2 separate regions of the Mus musculus genome follow, and region 2 is linked to region 1. The links are chromatin contacts, called in public HiChIP or PLAC-seq maps. All regions are on one chromosome and are shown on one strand. The core of a region is the stretch at or near the end of the contact, and the rest is flanking DNA. Distances in the headings are between cores, read along the strand shown. Region 1 overlaps Ank3 (ankyrin 3, epithelial). Region 2 has its middle 40 kb from the start of Ccdc6.

The links. HiChIP or PLAC-seq counts read pairs in DNA pulled down with a chosen protein or histone mark.
Region 2: a contact with region 1 is called in an HNF4G HiChIP or PLAC-seq map of pancreatic cancer cells. The contact joins two enhancer-like sites. A contact is called at or near these places in 1 of 115 datasets of contacts at active chromatin or transcription factors (pancreatic cancer cells) and 1 of 9 other capture datasets (embryonic stem cells).

What each region holds. Positions count from the first base shown.
Region 1 is chr10:69,659,249-69,665,329 of GRCm38.p6, reverse strand. The region is part of intron 1 of Ank3 (ankyrin 3, epithelial); the gene reads right to left. Among named protein-coding and RNA genes, the nearest start is that of Gm33464, 99 kb to the right of the region's middle. Within about 2 kb of position 2,784, at least 29 of the 459 cell types and tissues checked have an H3K27ac peak or open chromatin away from gene starts, as enhancers often do. A contact at or near this core is called in pancreatic cancer cells, where this site is marked.
Region 2 is chr10:70,053,831-70,059,911 of GRCm38.p6, reverse strand. No RefSeq gene overlaps it. Among named protein-coding and RNA genes, the nearest start is that of Ccdc6, 40 kb to the left of the region's middle. Within about 2 kb of position 2,566, at least 21 of the 459 cell types and tissues checked have an H3K27ac peak or open chromatin away from gene starts, as enhancers often do. A contact at or near this core is called in pancreatic cancer cells, where this site is marked.

The DNA of each region.
Region 1 (6,081 bases), core at 1,535-4,034:
CAATACCCGCCTAAGGACTCATGTCCAAGGCTGGTCCCATCCTATGTCACCATTAAGAGACTGGGGGGAAGTTGTGGGAAGGGTGTCACTACTGTATTGGAAGCCTGCCCCTGAAAGGAACTGCGGGGTCCAGGTCTCTCCCTCTTTTTAATTTTGCTTTCTAGTCATCAGGCAGCAAGCCAGGACACTAACCCAGACCCTTTTTACACTCTTACTTCCTGACACCCGGATCTTCCTTTTCCCAGGCTTCCTAGCAACAGGGCCACCTGAGCCGGGACTGAAATCTCTGAAGCTATAAACCATCATGAACCACTTTGCTTTTTAAGTTAGTTATCCAAGCCAGGTGTGGTGGCGCACGCCTTTAATCCCAGCACTTGGGAGGCAGAGGCAGGCGATTTTCCAAGTTTGAGGCCAGCCTGGTCTACAAAGTGAGTTCCAGGACAGCCAGGGCTACACAGAGAAACCCTGTCTCAAAAAACAAAAACAAACAAACAAACAAATAAACAAAAAGTTATCTAAGTTATTTGACCATATCAGATCGACTTTTTGTAACAAAATGGCTTGGTTTTTTGTTTTTGTTTTTTTTAAAGAGAAACTTCATATGATTTATAGAATTTTTTTTTTAATCTGCACAGAAGTACCACTTATTCTGTGTGGGGTAAATTTTTTTTTTTACCCCTTATTGCTATCAAGTAAGACATTTTCCTTTGAGGTAAATAAAATTTGGGGCTAGGGACTTGATCCTCATGCATGCCAGGAAAGCACTGTGTCCACCGACCCACATACCTGACCCCATAAGTAGGGTAAATTTAGGGGTGAAAAGAAGATGACCAGTCAAGGCTTCGGAATAGTGGAGCACTGACTTGGGGAGACAGTTCCTGGCTTCCATGTTGGCTTAATTTCCTTTTAACCCTCTTCCTCTTCTTCCTCCTCCTCAGACTTATTTTAACATGTGTCAGTGAGTGTGTTTGTCTGCCAACGGAAGTCAGAAGAAGGAAATTGGGTCCCTGGAGCTGGAGTTACAGGTAGCAGTTAGTTATCTAACATGGGCGCTAGGAACCCAAGTCTGGTCCTTTCGAAGAGCAGCCAACACCCTTAGTGGCCGAGTCAGCTCACCAGCCTGTTCGGTTAGAAATCACTCAGCCTGTCATAGCTCAGGTGCTTTCTCTATAAATCAAAACCAGCTACAACTGCATGCCCTATGTCCATCACATGAGGGCTGTGGGTTCAAGTAAGATAGTAGATGTGAAGTTTCTTTGCAGAATAAGAAGAGGTCTGTGTGCAAGCATGCTATCAGCAGCATTATTTAAATTTATCACTTCTGCATTAAAACATGGTATGAAGTATATCTTGAAAATACTGTGATGACCTCAATTTTCTTTTATTAATTAAATTTCACTTTATGTGAATGCATGTTTGCTTGCGCGCACATGTGTGTGTGTGTGTGTGTGTGTGTGTGTGTGTGTGTAGCATTTGAATGTCTATCGCCCTCAGAGGTCAGAGGTGGGTGCTAGATCCCATGAAAATGGACTCAGGTGATTGTAAGCTGCCATGTAAGTGCTAGGAATTAAACCCAGGTCCTCAGGAAAAGCCATAAGTGTTCCTAACCTCTGAGTCACCTCTCTAGCCCACCCTTACACTTCATGACAAGACAAAATGGATTTACTTTTATTTATGAATATTTGTCCTGATTTCAGCACCACAAAAATTGGATAATTGAAACATGAATCAGATTTTCATGTACATATGAAAGCCTGTATAATAGCCTATATGTGATATATGTATATACAGTATGTACCTTGTATATACAGTATGAGAGCAACTGTCTAATGACAGTACTGTTGGACACAGTATGTAGTCAACCTTTGAGCAGTGCACATGAACTCCCTAGTCAGGGAGTATCGTGAATACAAACAAAGGAAAAATGTATAATGCTATCAAATTCCATATTGTGTTTAGTTCTTGTTTCTTTTTAATGCTTTACATTTTAAAAAAGTCCTTAATCTTTTTTTTTTTTTTTTTTTTTTTTTGCAGTCCAGTCATTATCCCCTTCCAGGTCTGCCCTCTGACAGTCCCCCCACACTTGCCTCAAAACCTCTCCCCCAACCCCCCAACCCCTGTTCCAAGAGTATCTCCCCACACACCCACACCCATCCCACACCCTGCCAGGCCTCCCCACTCCCTGAGGCCGCAAATTTCTCGAGGGTTAGGTGCATTTTCTCTCACTGAGGCCTAACCAGTCAGTCCTCTGCTGTATATGTGGCCTCGGACCTGCTAGTTTATGGTGTCTGGTTGGTGGCTCAGTGTCTGAGAGATCTCGGGAGTCCAGATTAGTTGAGACTGTTGGTCTTCCTATAGGGTCACCCTCCTCAGCTTCTTCCAGCTTTTCCCCCAATTCAACCACAGGGGTCCCCGCTTCTGTCCATTGGTTGGGTGCTAGTATCTGTATTTGTCTCTGTCTGTGTTTATTTCTTTTTTGTTTTGTTTTGTTTTTGTTTTTGTTTTTTGGGTTTTTGAGACAGGGTTTCTCTGTGTAGCCCTGGCTGTCCTGGAACTCACTCTGTAGACCAGGCTGGCCTGGAACTCAGAAATCCACCTGCCTTTGCCTCCCAAGTGCTGGGATCAAAGACGTGCGCCACCACTGCCCGCTCTGTGTTTGTTTCTTAAGAGCTCGGATTCAGTTTACCCTCAATCTCTAGATCAGGAAACAATCTCTTCCAGAGGAGAAGGAGTGCCACATTCTTTGGAAAGCCTCCTCAGATCAGTTGCTGGCTTTCCTGCACTGCCCCCTTGTGGAACAGTTGAGCAAAACAGCCAGACTCATAATGCAACCTGGGACTGTGTCCAGCCTGAGACAAAGCCTTAGATGCCCCTAGTACAGCTCCAACCTTTACAAAAAAGCTCCAGTGGAAAGGATTCAGAATTCATCCGCCTGCAACGACTCTGGCAGAGCGTTCTCCACCTCCAGAAGTCACTAGTGTTCCAGCTTTGATTCGTGCAAACATGCGTTCCAGGTGAACCTCTGTTCTTTTCGGGGCATGTTTACTTTAAAACAGCATTGAGTGTAAAGCTCCCCCCAAAGAAACCAAAGCATCTGAGAGATTCGTAGGTCACCAGCGGCACCTATTCCTTTCTCGGCGGGAGGAGGGACCCCTTGTCTGCTCCCATCATATGGACCAGCAGAGGCGCAGGGTTCATTGCTCACACCCATGTGTGTCTTGGTTGCTAACTGATATAGGCAAGCTTTGGGGGGAAATGTCGTCCCTAGGCAGGTGCTATGGGGCTGAATGAGAGAGTTAATAATGAATGCTTGAGCAAGTAAGCTAGCAAGCAGGGTTCCTCACAGTTTCTGCCCTCACTTCGAGACGGACTCTGAGCTGGAAGCGTCAGCCTAAGTTTCCTCTTCTGATCACGGGGTTTGTCACAGGCACAGCAAGAAAATGTGAACAGCTGCTAAGATTAAAAAAAAAAGGTTTATTTATTTATTTATTTATTTATTTATTTATTTATTTATTGTATTTATATGAGTACACTGTCACTGTCCTCAGATGCACCAGAAGAGGGCATCAGATCCCATTACAGATGGTTGTGAGCCACCACGTGGTTGCTGGGAATGGAACTCAGGTCCTCTGGAAGAGCAGTCAGTGCTCTTAACCACTGAGCCCCAGGTTCTAAGACTTTTAAAGACAATTGAAGATAAAAGAAATTCCATGGGCTGGTGAGATGGCTCAGTGGGTAAGAGCACCCGACTGCTCTTCCGAAGGTCCAGAGTTCAAATCCCAGCAACCACATGGTGGCTCACAACCATCCGTAACAAGATCTGACTCCCTCTTCTGGTGTGTCTGAAGACAGCTACAGTGTACTTACATATAATAATAAATAAATCTTTAAAAAAAAAAAAAAAGAAATTCCATGCCAGACAGATGATTTCCAGATAGGTCTCTTAGTCGGTAGACGACCTTGTCACTTGATAGCAGCCCTGGGTGCACATGGATCTATGTCTTTGATAACTCCTATTTTTGATGTTGCATCAAGTCCAATCAGACTGTGCAACCACTGTGGTGAATAAAGAATTATCTTGCTACCTTGCTACCGGTCTCAGCTCCATCCAGACAGTTGCAGCCGCACTGGGGGGCAGAATACCCAGCATGCACCACCGTCAGCTGAATCCCTCTCCTGTGACAGACTTTGTACAGTTTTCTTTCCCTCCCCTGAACACTTTCTGGCCTATAAAACCTCTGTTTCACGGAACCAAAGCCACCCTAAAGCACACATGCTGTCAGAATTCACTAATATTGTATGCACGTGGCTAGACGCCAACACAATCCCAATTTGTGTTAGTATCAGTAGATGTCCCCAAAAGGAGTCAGATTCCCCGGGAATCTGGCATTGGCCTGATAACCAATGGCGATTGAGTGCCGTGTTTTAAGAAACAATTGAAACCGGAAACCCACCTGGCAGTGGTGGGCAGGGCACTGACTGGGATGGCATGAGCCAACTGAGTTCTTTAAAGACAGACAAGAGATGACATTCGGGATGTCCTCATTTAGCTAAAGAGTTGCTTGCCAGGCTGGTGAGATGGCTCAGTGGGTAAGAGCACCCGACTGCTCTTCCGAAGGTCCAGAGTTCAAATCCCAGCAACCACATGGTGGCTCACAACCATCCGTAACGAGATCTGACTCCCTCTTCTGGAGTGTCTGAAGACAGCTACAATGTACTTACATATAATAAATAAATAAATCTTTAAAAAAAAAAGATTAAAAAAAAAAAAGAGTTGCTTGCCCAAGGAACTGGAATTGTTGCACAGGGGAGGAGGGGTCGGGGACAGATGCTTCAGGGATCTCGAACTCAAATTTGATAGGAAGGTATCTAGTCTTGCCCTAAGGATAGGCTCAACAACTGCTCTTGCATAAAATAGTGTGGCTTGGTACTCCCACAAAATGCATGTGACTGTCTAGGGCTGGGGTTCTCAACCTGTGGGTTATGACCCTTCTGTCAAACGTCTATCTCCAAAAGTATTTATATTATGATTCATAACAGTAGCAGAATTACTGTTATGAAGTAGCGACAAATACAATGTTACAGTTGGGGGATCACCACAACACGAGGAAGTATACTAAAGGGTTGTGGCATTAGGAAGGTTGAGAACCAATGGTCTAGGGAGTCACTCTTGCCAGCTGTTTGCATGTATTTCAAGGATAAGGTGCACGGCTTAGGCTGAAATTCACTCCGCCAATAGAATCTGCAGTACCACATCCCAATTAAATCCTCCAAAGACAGTTCTTGCAGCGCCAACATCTGGTACCCTAGTTCTTGAGCTAAAGCTATAAAGGGCCTTATTTAAAATGTAGGGGGGTGTAAGGAACATGGAAATGTTAACCCACAAACCATTTTGAGCTGTGAAGAACCTCATGATAATGGCTAACTGGATGTTAAATGTGAGAAAAGGTGGGGGGGAATTGAGTCCAAACCCCCAAATGGTTTCTGTATAAGACAGAGTGAGAGACCGGGACAAGCCTCCATGGCATCTCAGGTGGCTGGCAGTAAACACACCAGGAAGGAAGATGGAGCTCTCTGCAGTGCAGAAGCTGGAGAAATGCAGGCAAGCTGAGAGTCTTAATGCCCCAGGCCACCAGACCTCATCATTTGCTGCTATAAACAAGCAAGAACCAAGAGTAAGAGGCATACAAGTTTTAGGCTGGGAGAAAAATCACGTCAGCTATTGGGCAAAAGGAACGTGTCTTTGAAGATCCCTGGGACAACAGGAGTGGGCTTTGCAGCCTTTTCAGAAGCCCCCCCCCCCCCCAGGATCTCTAGGTTGTAGGAGGCACCCTGATTGCCCTAATGAACGTGTGGCTTTTCCTATTGTGAGATTCCCATACACACAGAGACCAATGAGACTTGAAAATGGTAGAATGATTCTGTTATGCAAATGGGAGAAAACAGACTGGTTTTTGTTTGTTGTGGTTTGGTTTGGTTTTGGAGAACTTTTATTTGTAGTCCTTTAGCAATGGCACCAGGTACTATGGAGGCCCCGGTGCGCCTCAGGGATATCATCCAGTCTGGGGATAAAAGCAAATT
Region 2 (6,081 bases), core at 1,317-3,816, 390 kb before region 1:
AGATGCAAAACTGTTCTATTCTATGTGGTTCTTGATTTTCCACATTAGCACCTGGGAATTTGCTTTCAAAGTTGCAGCCACAAGACTGGTCCTATCAGCTCTCAGTCATGAAGGGGGCAGGACTTATTACTCCTTTACTTTTGTTTTTTGTTTTTTTTGTTTTTTGTTTTTTTTTTTTTTTAGATTCTGGGGGAAAGGGAAATCGTTATTTTTAGTTGTAAACCCTCAGACAAGCCTATCAGGTCTGGTGGATAACTCAAAACCTTTGGTCGTCCAGCTTTGCTTATCCAGCTTGGTTAATATCAGAGAGTCACAAAATACAATGAATAGACATGAACTTGATAATTCATGGAGAGGAGGGAGAATGGATGGGGTAGATTAGAGGTAGGTGTCAGTAGGCATTGTGTACATGTGTAGAACGTCTAAGAACAAATTTACTTAAAAAAAAAAAACTACTTAAACAGATTAAAAACAACAGAAAAGTCCCAAGTCATTAAGCAGATCTTGCAGATCCCACATAATTAAGAACTGAAGAGGTTTGGGTAAATCAGCTTTTGAACAAGAATTCTGGGTAATTAAAACCATGGGCACTAATTGTAAGTCCTCCTTGCTGACCGGATGGTTCTTTTCTTTTCTTTTCTTTTCTTTTCTTTCTTTCTTTTTTTTTTTCTTTCCTTTTTCAAGACAAGGTTTCTCTGTATAGTCCTGGCTGTCCTGGAACTTATTCTGTAGACCAGGCTGGCCTCAAACTCAGAAATCTGCCTGCCTCTGCCTCCCCCTTGCTGGGATTAACAGCATGTGCCACCACCGCCTGGCCACTGGATGGTTCTTAAAAACAAAACTCGTTAGTTGCTCATTAGCCCCTCATTTAGGTGAGATGGCCCCAAGTGACATCCTGGACGCCTCCTTGGAGCCAACATGGCTCTCTGATATCTTGGACCTTTTTGCCTGGACTTGATTACACCTGAAGCTTTGCCAAGATGAAAAATTAAGATGTCCGTCTTCATTCATTTTCTATGTCTGTGATAAGACACTGTGGCCAAAACTACTTATAGAAGAGTGGGCTGGGGGATTCCAACCTCAGGGGGTTTCAGTTCATGAGCCTAGTGATATGCCATGGTGGCGGGCAGGCATAAGAGTAGGCAGGCAGGCACGGCGATGGAGTGGTAACTGAGAGTTTACCATCCTGAGCCACAGCCACTCAGCAGAGAGGACTAAGCGGGGCACAGTTATTGCTAATCTTTTCTTCGAGGTTTTTCTCTGGGTGCTTGTAGCCAGCTGTTCATTCTTTCAACAGCTGTTAGCTCAGCATTTTGCTCGCAGTAGTATTGGAGACAGACTGAAAGGTGGCTGCAGTCGGTGGACTGGCTTGTCCAACTTCGATTCCGGTCCCCAAGTCTCTTTGTTGAGTGCTAGAACTACCTAAGGGGAAAGTGGTTCTTTCAAGAAAGAGTTCCGGTCTGGAGAGATGGCTCAGTGGTTAAGAGCACTAGCTGCTCTTCCAGAGGTCCTGAGTTCAATTCCCAGCAACCACATGATGGCTCACAGCCATCTGTAATGGGATCTGATGCCCTCACCTGGTGTATCTGAAGACAGCTACAGTGTACTCACAATACATAAAATAAATAAATCTTAAAAAAGAAAGGAAGGAAGGAAGGAAGAAAGAAAGAAAGAAAGAAAGAAAGAAAGAAAGGAAGGAAGGAAGGTAGGTAGGTTTCCTAGTCTTGTAATGTGATGTGTTGAGACAACACACTGGGTGCGTGAGAGGAAGGGCCACTGCAGTCGCTCTCTGGAGGACACAGGGGAAGAGGGTAGGGGCTGTAGCGGGAAAGGACAGAGGGAGACAGACATTGTGGAGCATGACAGATATCTGAAGAGTAAGGAGCTCTGTCTTGTTCTCCCAACTCAGGGCCTTTAGTGTTTCTTCCAGGATGCTATTCTCTGTTCCCATTATTTGTTTAACTAGTTGGCTATACACAATCTGTGTACTAGTCTTTTTTGTTTGCTTGGGGTTTTTTGTTTGTTTGTTTGTTTTTGAGACAAGGTTTTCTCTATGTAGCCTTGGCTGTCCTAGAACTTTTTCTGTAGACCAGGCTGGCCTTGAACTCAAAGAGATCCTCTTGCCTCTGCCTCCCGAGTGCTGGGATTAAAGGCATGTGCCACCACTGTCCTGTTTACACTAGTCATTTTCTTAATCCAGATCTGGAAATGTGTCTTCCTAGAGGCCAACCCCTGGCCTTGTCTACATTTGTCTCCTAATGTGAACTACCTCACGGGGTGTTCAGTTTGTTGAGCAGAGGGGTTAACCAAGTTGCTCACCCACACCACCTGTTGATAACCTAAATTGTTGAATGCTTTGGACTAGAAATAAGTTCAGATAACTCCGATGTGGTATCGTTGCTAATGCAGCTGTATGTAGAGACAAAAACTTCTGGCTGAAGAGTCTAACTCTAAGAGTCTAGGACTAGTGTGTGCTGCCATCCCATGACCCTTCCTGAGACTCCATATGTGTGTTTTATACATGAGCAAGGAGTTAAGACAGCCTATCAGGTCTGCATCCAGTCTATTTTGGGGCCATCTGTCTCCACAACCTGACCACAACTGTTTAATGTGTCAGTCAGCGTTGTCTGAAGTCTATCCCAGGGCCTCTCTTGGCAGACTCCCAAGGTGAAAAATTGTTCCAGAATCCACATCCAGGGCCATGTAGCTCACCCCAGCCTGTTACTGCCTAAATATAGCTGTGCAGCTTGGCTAAGTGGTTTATAAAGGATGGTCAGCGTCTTAGAAGGAAGGACACTTCGTTTGCTGTGGCCCTTCCTCACCCCCCCCCCCCATCTAGAACAAATCAACCCTCACCTCACATGTCATGGAAGTACAAAATTTCTAAATATTCAAACATCCAAATGGGTTATTTGGGGGGTGATATTAGTCATAACTGTTCATTCTTTACAGCTCTAAAGGCTCTGAGTGGAAATGGCTGTGGTTTGCCTCTTTGATTTCTGTGTTGACACAAAACCAGTTGTCATCTCAAAGGGACTGGGGACAATGTATGCTGGCACCGAATGTGGGAAACTGAGGCCCTGAGACACAGGTTTCGTTTCCCCAGTTACCGAGACCCACTGTCCAATTAGTCATGTGAAACTTTATTAGTTACACAACAAAGGAACTCGTAAGTCAAGGTGTCGATCCCACGCTTTGCTGGGAACCCCACTTAAGCCGTTCATAGCAAAGTGGGGGTAGGGTGGGCTCTGTGATCGGCTCCAGGGTTATCTGGTGATGCTCTTAGCTTTTAGGTGAGGGGAAAGCAATGGTTTGCAAAGAATTCGTTTTAAACTTATCAAAAGTTATAAAGACCTTAGGTCCATTGCAAGCTGTGCAATGATTGGCTTTCAGAGCTGTTAAAAATAGCTCAGGAATTTGCTCCCTGCCCCACCCCAAGATACGGTTTCTCAGTGTAGCCCTGGCTGTCCTGGAACTTGCCTTATAGACCAGGCTGGCCTTGAACTCACAGAGACCTGCCTGCCTCTTTCTCCACTACTCCTGACTTAGATCATTTGGCTTTAGTCTGCAACATTTTAAGGTCTTATCTCAAAATTTTAGTCATTTGGCCTTATGGAATCTTTAACACAGGTGTGGGTTTTTTGGGTTTTTTTGTTTTTTTTTTTTTTCCTGCAATTTTTTCAGTTCACATTTGCTTATGATTTTGATTTCTATCAGGAACATCCTCCTTTAAAGGGCTTTAAAGTATCAAATTTATGTCTCTCTTATTGGACCGTGAAACCAGAATCCTACTTAGAAGGATGACCTCAGGAAGAAAGGCAGTGGCCCCCCTCTTTGCACTTCTGGGATGAGAAGTGATCTGGGTAGCATTGCTAGTATGACAGTTGGAGCTGCCCTGTGGAGACCACACTCTACAACTGTGGAGGGATGCTTACAGACCAGGAAAACAAACCCAGTCGGCCCAAGGACAAACAAACAAAATATTGGCGATACTAGATATCACTGATTGTGTCTAGGAATCACAGCGTTTCTAAATTCTCAACCTACAATCTTTAGGGACTCTCATTTCTCTGATATACCAGCTTTTCTGCCTTGGTTGGCTTCTCTTTCATCTTAATTGGGCTTCCTCCAGGGGTCAGGCTGGGTATGCGTCGTCCCGAGCTTGTCACCATCTCACTGAACAACTCCAAAGACTAAGGCCTACTCTTTGTCTGTGCCCGCATGACCAAGACCAAAGGAGCACTCTAAGTTAGAGGCAAGACACCCTCAGCATGTGCAGTGTCTTTGACAACTTACATGAAATCTTTGAGTCACATGACTTTGCCTTTCGGTGCTTCAGGTGTCCCTATGCACCTGTTGGTGGGCAGGTGCAGGAGTTGTTCTGACTAATTTTGTAGTGTTGGTTTCAAACTCAAAACACCTCTCATGTGATTGTGGCCCTTCAGCCACACATGTGAATGGGCGTTTCAGCAGCTGAGGCTGCAGATTTGCTGAGATGGTTCTGTCCCTTGGGGCTTTGTTAGGCCCAGCAGCTTTGCTGAGAACTCTAGTCATAACAAGTAGGCTAGTCTATGTACACATGTTAAACACTCATCAATTTTCACAGACTAGATAGGGTCACCCCCTTTCAGGCAAGGCATGGCTAGGTGATAGCAGAGGTGTACCATCAACATATATATATATATATATATACATACACACATATATATGTGTGTGTGTGTGTGTATGTGTATGTATATGTGTATATGTATATATGTATATATACATAATTTGAATATATATATATATATGTAATATATATATATGTGTGTGTGTGTGTGTGTGTATACTAAAAGAAGAATCTCTACGTCTTCAGTGAAAAGCTGGGGTAGTGTTGGAAAAATTACCACTAGAACTAATTATTATAAAAATTAAGAAAGAATATGAGTCTGTTACCATGACTTTATATAACCATGGAGTTTCTGCTAACAGATAACATCCTGCTTATTGGGTTTTATCTCTGAACATGGCATTTTGACAACTTGCTATGGACATCCTCATCCCCTCATGCAGAGTGGTATGCTGTAGGCTTTTGGTCCTCAGGTCATGGAGGGAGAGAAAAGAGAGCCTGTGGGTGGCTAAACAAGCAAGCGGAATATGCAGGAGTGGAAGGGGGCTGGTAAAGAGTGGCCAGGGGCCATGGTCGATTGTGAGTCTGAAGGGATCCAGCGTTGCTGAGGAAGTTATCCCAGCTCAGGGTGTATGGGAAAGGAGAGACATGGGAGGGCACCCTTACTGAGCCTTCTTGCTCCAGAAGTCTGTCAGTGGCCTTGATATATCATTCACTGGTTTTCCTAGGGGTTAAGACATAGACGCATTGTCTTTTGTTGAAATGCAAAGGTTTGGAGGTGGGAGTCACGACTCACTGACTTAAAAAAAAGATTTATTTATTTTATGTATATGAGTACACTGTTGCAGTCTTCAGACACACCAGAAGAGGACATCAGATCCCTTTACAGATGGTTGTGAGCTGCCATGTGAGTTATAGAAATCAAACTGAGGACCTCTGGAAGAGTAGTCAGTGCTCTTAACCACTGAGCCATCTCACCTCACCAGCCCCTAAATAATCCTTGAAAGAAAGAAAGAAAGAAAGAAAGAAAGAAAGAAAGAAAGAAAAGGAATGGTTAATAAAGATGTCTGGAGCTTGGACAGGCAGGAGAGAAATAGCATTTATTTTATCTTTTATTTTATTTTATTTAGTTTTTCCAGACAGGGTTTCTCAGTGTAACCCTGTCAGTCAAGGAACTCACTCTGTAGACCAGACTGGCCTTCAAATCTGAGATTCACCTACCTCAGCTTTCTGAGTGCTGGGGTTAAAGATGTGCTCCATATGCCAGTCTCATATTTGATATTTTAAGTGAGAAGATTCTACTTTTGTGTCTTGGTGTTATCGGTGCTGGAAAATTAATGACACATGCCTACTGTATGTGTTATTTACTAGGCAAAGAGGTGTTTTCCTTGGAGAGAGGACAAAACTGAGATGTTAGTTTACTTTTCTACTGTTGTGAAAAAACACTATGACCAAAAGCAAACTATGAAGTG